Regions from separate parts of the Sus scrofa genome. Here region 2 is linked to region 1. A link is a contact called in public HiChIP or PLAC-seq data. All regions are on one chromosome and are shown on one strand. Each heading gives the region's core, a stretch centred on a gene start, on an enhancer-like site or on the middle of the called end of the contact. The rest is flanking DNA. Distances are from core to core; before and after follow the strand shown. Region 1 overlaps APLP2 (amyloid-like protein 2). Region 2 has its middle 53 kb from the start of SNX19.

The links. HiChIP or PLAC-seq counts read pairs in DNA pulled down with a chosen protein or histone mark.
Region 2: an H3K27ac HiChIP or PLAC-seq map of skeletal muscle shows a contact between it and region 1. The contact joins two enhancer-like sites. A contact is called at or near these places in 1 of 47 Hi-C or Micro-C datasets (epiblast stem cells) and 1 of 2 datasets of contacts at active chromatin or transcription factors (skeletal muscle).

Annotation. Positions count from the first base shown.
Region 1 is chr9:56,850,023-56,853,228 of Sscrofa11.1, forward strand. APLP2 (amyloid-like protein 2) reads left to right here. Exons shown (of 17, transcript XM_021063158.1): 8 at 1,593-1,723; 9 at 2,893-2,967. Among named protein-coding and RNA genes, the nearest start is that of ST14, 37 kb to the right of the region's middle. Within about 2 kb of position 1,614, at least 4 of the 83 cell types and tissues checked have an H3K27ac peak or open chromatin away from gene starts, as enhancers often do. A contact at or near this core is called in skeletal muscle, where this site is marked.
Region 2 is chr9:57,503,877-57,507,031 of Sscrofa11.1, forward strand. No RefSeq gene overlaps it. Among named protein-coding and RNA genes, the nearest start is that of SNX19, 53 kb to the right of the region's middle. Within about 2 kb of position 1,530, at least 1 of the 83 cell types and tissues checked has an H3K27ac peak or open chromatin away from gene starts, as enhancers often do. A contact at or near this core is called in skeletal muscle, where this site is marked.

The DNA.
Region 1 (3,206 bases), core at 364-2,863:
GACCTCTGGCTGGAGTTCTCTGGAACCCAGAAGTATCACTGTTCCAGTGGTCAAGTTTGTGTCCCTCTTTGAAGGGGACTGAGGCCTGCCGCTGTGCCAACCTCCTGAGCCAGTCATTTGCACATGGACAGAGGGGTGTGGTTCTTGGCCCAAGCCCATCATGTCTTCAGAACCAAACCCCCAGCCCTGCTGCCCCTTTGCCCTTTCACTCCCAGGGGCAGAGGCAGCTTGCATTGTGTTATCTTTGTCCAGCCCAGCGATAGGAACCAAAGACTGTCTCCAACACATAAGCCTTTTAAGCTGCAGACGTGCATCACTGACGGTGATGTGCTTGTTGGCACGGACGGACTCTCATGCTTTGAAATTCTCCCAGCTCAGCTTTTGAGTATCGTGGGGAATGTGGTTTCCGAAGCTATAGATATTCTGATTTAGTTAATCTGAGAATTGGCTGTTGAGATCCAAGTCAAACTTAATGTAGGAGCCAGATATTCTCGACAAGATTTTTAGCCATAGCTTTTAGGTTTACAACCAAATAAGAGGGTGAATGAAGACGCTCTGATGGGAGGATGGGGAGAGGCTGACTTATTTGGGGTCTCATTGTCAGTTATGTTTGTTATCATGTTGAGTTAAAGTTATGCAATCCTGGAACTTAGGTGAATTTGTTTCTGAATGAAAACGTGTTGAACTTGGCCTTTACTCGCTGCTAAGCTCTAACCATGTGTCTTGGCTAGAGCAAGTTGTATAAGCTGGTTACCTGACATCCTCCCCAGCCCGGGAAATCCCGAGGGAATGAGGGCAGTAAGAGCTCCCATAGGTATTTCTCAGGAGGCTGGCTAAGTAAACTTGTCATCTCAGTCCTTCCTGAGGTCCCTTGTGCAGGCATTTGTCTGCCTGGGGGCAGTAAGAACTTAGCCCAGCGGTGTGGAGTGTTTGTTCTAGTGGGTTTGTTCCCTGGGTGGTGGTCTGGTAAGGCCAATGAGTGTCATGGTTGGAAAAGTGCCAGTTATCTTCACACCCATGGTAAGTCTTTGTCAAATATGTTGTCCCTGCTGTCGGGGTGGGGCTGAGGGTCCCCAGTTCCAGTTGTAGCTGGAGCAGTTTGGACTTCCTCTGCCCAGTCTGTGTGCAAAGAACATTCAGTTCAGTCCATTCCCCAAAGTGAGTTGTGCCCTAAAAATAGCCAGAAAAAAGGAGGAGGCCTGAGCACTGCAGTGCCTTTGCATGTGGGACTTCGGTCCTCTCTCTGGTCTCAATGCTCTCCCTGACCCCAATGGGGTAGTGATTGGGGGTGGGGGGGGTAAAGTTTCAAGAACAGAGGGGAGCTATAGGAGAAGTGCTTTCTTTTTCTGTCCCTTAGGTACCCCTGGAGCCCTAAGTAGATGCCTTTCTGGTGCTGAAGGCACCAGGGGGCGCGGATGGGGGCTGCTGGCTGAATATTGGGTAAGGAAGATGGCCCAGTGGGTTCTGCGGAGTGGAGCCCCGACCTTGAGCAGCCCCTTCTGCAGGCCCCGCTGGGCTTCCTTCCCAGAGCATGGTGTGGCTTCAACCTGGGCTCGACCTCCAGGGAGAACCCTCTCGTCGTTTTATTTCAGTTCCCCCAACTCCTCTGCCAACCAATGATGTCGATGTGTATTTCGAGACCTCTGCAGATGACAACGAGCATGCGCGCTTCCAGAAGGCCAAGGAGCAGCTGGAAATCCGGCACCGCAACCGGATGGACAGGGTAAACCTCTGGCCCCCTTACCTTCATGGTGTCAGGCATGGGGTAACCTGGGCCCTGTAGTTGAAGCAAAGGATACCACCTCCCCAGATTTTTACCCTAACTAACTATGTGAGGATGGGTGAGATGTGAGAGTATGAGCCGCCTGCCTTCTGGGCAGTCCTAGGGCCCCCTCCCATCTCCATGATAATGGAATTACCCTCTGATTGCTTATCTATTCCAGACTCTCGTCTCTGCAGAGCACTTCCTGTAAACATTATATTCTGCTTATTTTCCTTTGCCATTAACTAGCTTAAGTTTTTTCTAAATTTTTATTTTGTTTTTTATTTTACTAAGTTGTATTCTAGGAATTTGTTCATTTCATCTATATTTATTTATTTATTTTTGGCCTCACCGGTGGCCTGCGGAAGTTCCAGGGCCAGAAATCAAACCCGTACCACAGCAGTGACAACAGCAGATCCTTAACGCCCTAGGCTACCAGGGAACTCTCTTTTTTTATTTTAAAGAAGGAAACTCTGTATCAATGTTGCAAGTAGAAAGCTAGTATCATTTGCCATTAGAACAAGGTAACTATAAAAATACATTAGATGAAAGCAAGCAGCATTAAAACATTCTGGCTAGATACTATGGCCCACTAAAAGTTCTGAGTCTCCAGGGATGCTTTTTTTTTTCCTTAAAGGAGTTAAAACTGTTAGAGCAACAGGAGCACCAGAATACAACTTTCTCCCAGTCTTACTCAGAAGGGTTGAAAGAAAATTGAAAGGGGAATTTCTTGCCAGCTCCAGTACCACCTGAAATCCCACACATCACTTGTGCTGGGCTCATACACTGGGAATGCTTGTTACTCTGTTGCATCAGGTCTGAGAAGTAGGTATTAACCCCCCACCGCCACCCCTTTTTTGTGAGGAAACTAAGGCACTTAGGTTGGTAAAGAACCCTCCCAAGGATAAGAGGTTATGAAAGAGGCAGTTGGGTAGTGGAGCTCCAGTGGGGAAGCCGAGGCCTGGCACCTTTGGGGCAGCAATTCTGGAACACACATTCATTGAGCTCCTGAGGGATCATGGGATGCAGTTTCCTTTTGTATTTTCCCACAGGGCCAGGCAGTGATTTCAAAGAGGAGAGAGTTGTTTCAGAGATTATTCTGGTTATAGTGGCTTTGACCTTTGTTCCAGGTGAAGAAGGAATGGGAAGAGGCTGAACTTCAAGCAAAGAATCTCCCCAAAGCAGAGAGGCAGACTCTCATCCAGGTGAGACGTGTCCTCCAGGGCCCTTTGAAATACGGACAGGGCCAGACTCCCCGCAAGTTAAGTTTGACACCTCCTCTTGGTTAGTTGTGAGCTTATGTTACAAGGACGTTTTCACCTCTCAACTGGCGTCCTCTGGAATTGCTCACCTGTGGTGGAAGGAAACCAAAGCCGGGACCAGAGCACACCTCCTTTGTGCCAGGAAGTAACTTTATTTAGCTCAGCTGTGTTTGTTCAGCTTT
Region 2 (3,155 bases), core at 280-2,779, 650 kb after region 1:
CATGATCAGCCATCACGGTCTTGCCTTTGCAAGGAAGAGTTCACCTTGGCGTGCATTTTCCTCCACATTAATTCAGTAAACAGTGCGTGCCTCCGGCATTGCCGACACTGCTGCGGGGACAAGCTGGGAATACAGCCAGTCCTGGCCCCTCTGGAGCTGGCCATCTTATGGGGTCAGTCACACATGACCAAAATCTGAAAATGTGCAGTATCTGTAATACACTATAGTGTGATAAAATGTAACAACAGTCCACCAGCGTTAAGTACCATGAAGAGAAATGAAACAGCTTGAGGGCTGGGGAATGAGGAAAGCTGTTTTAGAAAGCGTGGTTGGGAAAGTCCTCTCTGTGAAGGTGGCATTTGGTGGGAGACCGTGGACGAGGGGGTGAGCCCTGGACATCCAGAGCAGACATGCCAGGCAGGGTCTGATCCCAGCGAGCTGGGTCTGGGAGGAAGGTCAGGAGGCCGCGGGTCAGGAAATGCGGCTGTGTCGCTGGATCCCCTCTCAGGGTTTGATGCCAAGTGTGATGGGACATCAGTGCTGTGAGCATGTTGCCAGGCAGTGGGGGCACTGAGAGACAAAATACAGTCTCTGCATGGAAGGGCCTAGAAGGCGCGCTCCTGCTAACGTGTGGCCATAAAGGCCAGTGGTGGGAGCTGTGTGTGGGATCTGTGCTGCCGTGCAGCTTCGTGGTGCTCCAGGGCCTGGAGGTGGTTGCTCTGACACCTCGCCCAGTAGAGGAACAGCTTCTGGACTGTAAAGAAAGGGAGAGCCGCAAAGAGGCACTTTCAGTGGAGAAGCTTGAGTGGGCAAGACCTATTTGGGAACTGGCCCAGCAGCCACAGCAGTGTCTCATAGTAGAGCCCAGGAAGTGCGTGAGCATCAGGCAGATGCAGGAGGAAAGGGCCCGCCCGGCCCTCCTCCCCAGGCTGCATGAGAAGGGGCTGCTCTTCAGCCCAGAAGAGCATCCTGACCAAGGGACCAGGCCCTCCTGCATGTCTGGCACATGGGAGGTTGGTGGTTCCCTGAGGCCTCGTCCTCTCCAAGAGCTGGAAGGGATGGTGGCCTCACAGGCCACCAGGCCCATGTGCCCTGTGGGTGAAGCCCTTGCCCAGGGGCCCAGCTAAGGAAGGACGGAGGTCAGCCTGGCCTTGGGTGCAGGTCTCTTGTCCTGTGCACGGCTGCGCTCTGCATGCTGACCAAGCCTTCCAGATACGCAAGGGCGTCCTGACCAGGGGTGGCCTTTCTGCAAACCAACATGATGGTCCAAGAGTGAGCCGGTTCCCGTCTTGGTCTAGGCTTCCCTGGGCTTCTCCCAGGTGGGAAAATTTGCAGGACCCCAGGGTACCAGGCGCAGCTCAGAGCCTGGGCCCTCAGGCCATCTGTCACTGAGAGCTGGGATAGGGGACACTCCTGGGACCGTCCCGCGTTCGAGCCGTGCCTGCCAGCAGCACGCTGGTGCCTGTCCGCTGCCACCGGCCATGAGATAATGTCTCTCCATTTCAGGACAGTGACATAGTCACATCAGACCTCGATGGCCAGTACGCACATTCCAGGCCTGAGACCAGGGTGGCAGTGGGGAAACCTGAGCTGTGGGGAGACATTCTCAGGCTCAAAAATCACAAACCCGAGAGGGAAAGGCATTTGATCAGAAAACGACACCATTCGGGTTATTTTAATGCCCTGGATTTGCGCTGCCCTTTAAGTGGAACCCCTTCTGTCACGGTACCACGGTGCCAAGTGGCCCGGGGGCAGATGACCTTCACTTGTTTTTAACCAAAGAACAAGGTCCCGCCTGGTTCGGGTGCTCCTCAAGCTGCTGATGGGCCTGTGTTTCCCGAGCCCCAATGCGTGCAGGCGGGTTGTGGGGCTCCGTGGCGCGACTTGCTCTGAGCACGGGGAGAGGTCTCTTCCCTTCCGCCCCCCTCCCCAGGGACAGCTCCTAAAGGTCCCCCCCTTTTTAGGCACTGTGCTGTTGAATGCCATCTGGGTACGTCCCCTGACACTTGAACGTGCAACTAAGGGGTAGGGGTGACTGTCAGCTGCTCAGAGAGGCAGTTCCCCAAACTGTTGGTCAGTTCTGATTGAGCACTATTTAGGGACCCACTGGGTCCTGAGCATTTTGCCGTGTGCCATGGAGAGTGCAAGCCCCCACACACCACAGGCTGGACTTGCAAAAAGTAGGTAAGAAAAGTGCAAAAGACAAGACAAGTACTCAGAGGGCTAGAAACAAATGGTCCAGGACCGACTGGTCTGGCACGGATGACAATGACATGAGGAAGGAAAAGAGAGACTGTTCCAGTGGACAGTCCACCTAAGGCAAGGCCTGGAGGTGGTGACGAGCATCCCCATATCAACGAGGCACCTAAGGCTTCTTATGGCTGAAGATTGAAGTAGAAGGGCTTTTTCCGAGGAGGGTGGGAGCACCTGCCCTTAGGCTGGCAGTGATGCTGGGTCAAAGTGTGTGGTTTATACATTTTTAAAGCTTTAGAGCAATGAAAAGCAGCTTGAATTAATGGCGAAAGGACCAACTGGAGTTCCAGGGGATGTGCACTCTGGGATGAGTTTTCACTGAAACATGGATGGCCGCCGTATGTCCAGTCTGCATGTGGAGGAGGATGCCGCGGGGGGCAGCAGAAACGTCCCTGAGCTGGAGGGTGGAAGGCCTGGTCTTGGGCTCCCCAGTGACAATGACAAACATTTATTAGGAACTGTGTGCTGCAGCTTATTCAAAGGGTCCTAAATATAGTAACTCAGCCCCTCCCCCATTCTGAGGACAGTACCATTATTATTCCCACTTAATGAATGAGAACTCATGCACAGAGATTTTAAGTCACTTATGGAAGGACACGGAGCTAATCAGTGGTGAAGTTGGGATTCACACCTGGTTGTCTGTTGTCCGACCTTCCTCGTTCCCTCCTTCCTTCCTTCCTTCTCTTTTTCTGTCTCTTTATGGCCGTACCCACAGCCTGTGGAAGTTCTCAGGCTGGGTCACATTGGAGCGGTAGCCACAGCAACACGGGATCTGAACTGCATCTGTGACCTACATCACAGCTCACGGCAGCACTGGATCCTTAACCCACTGAGTGAGGCCAGGGATGGAACCCGCGTCCTCACGGATACTAGTCAGGTTTGTTACCGGTGAGCCAGAACGG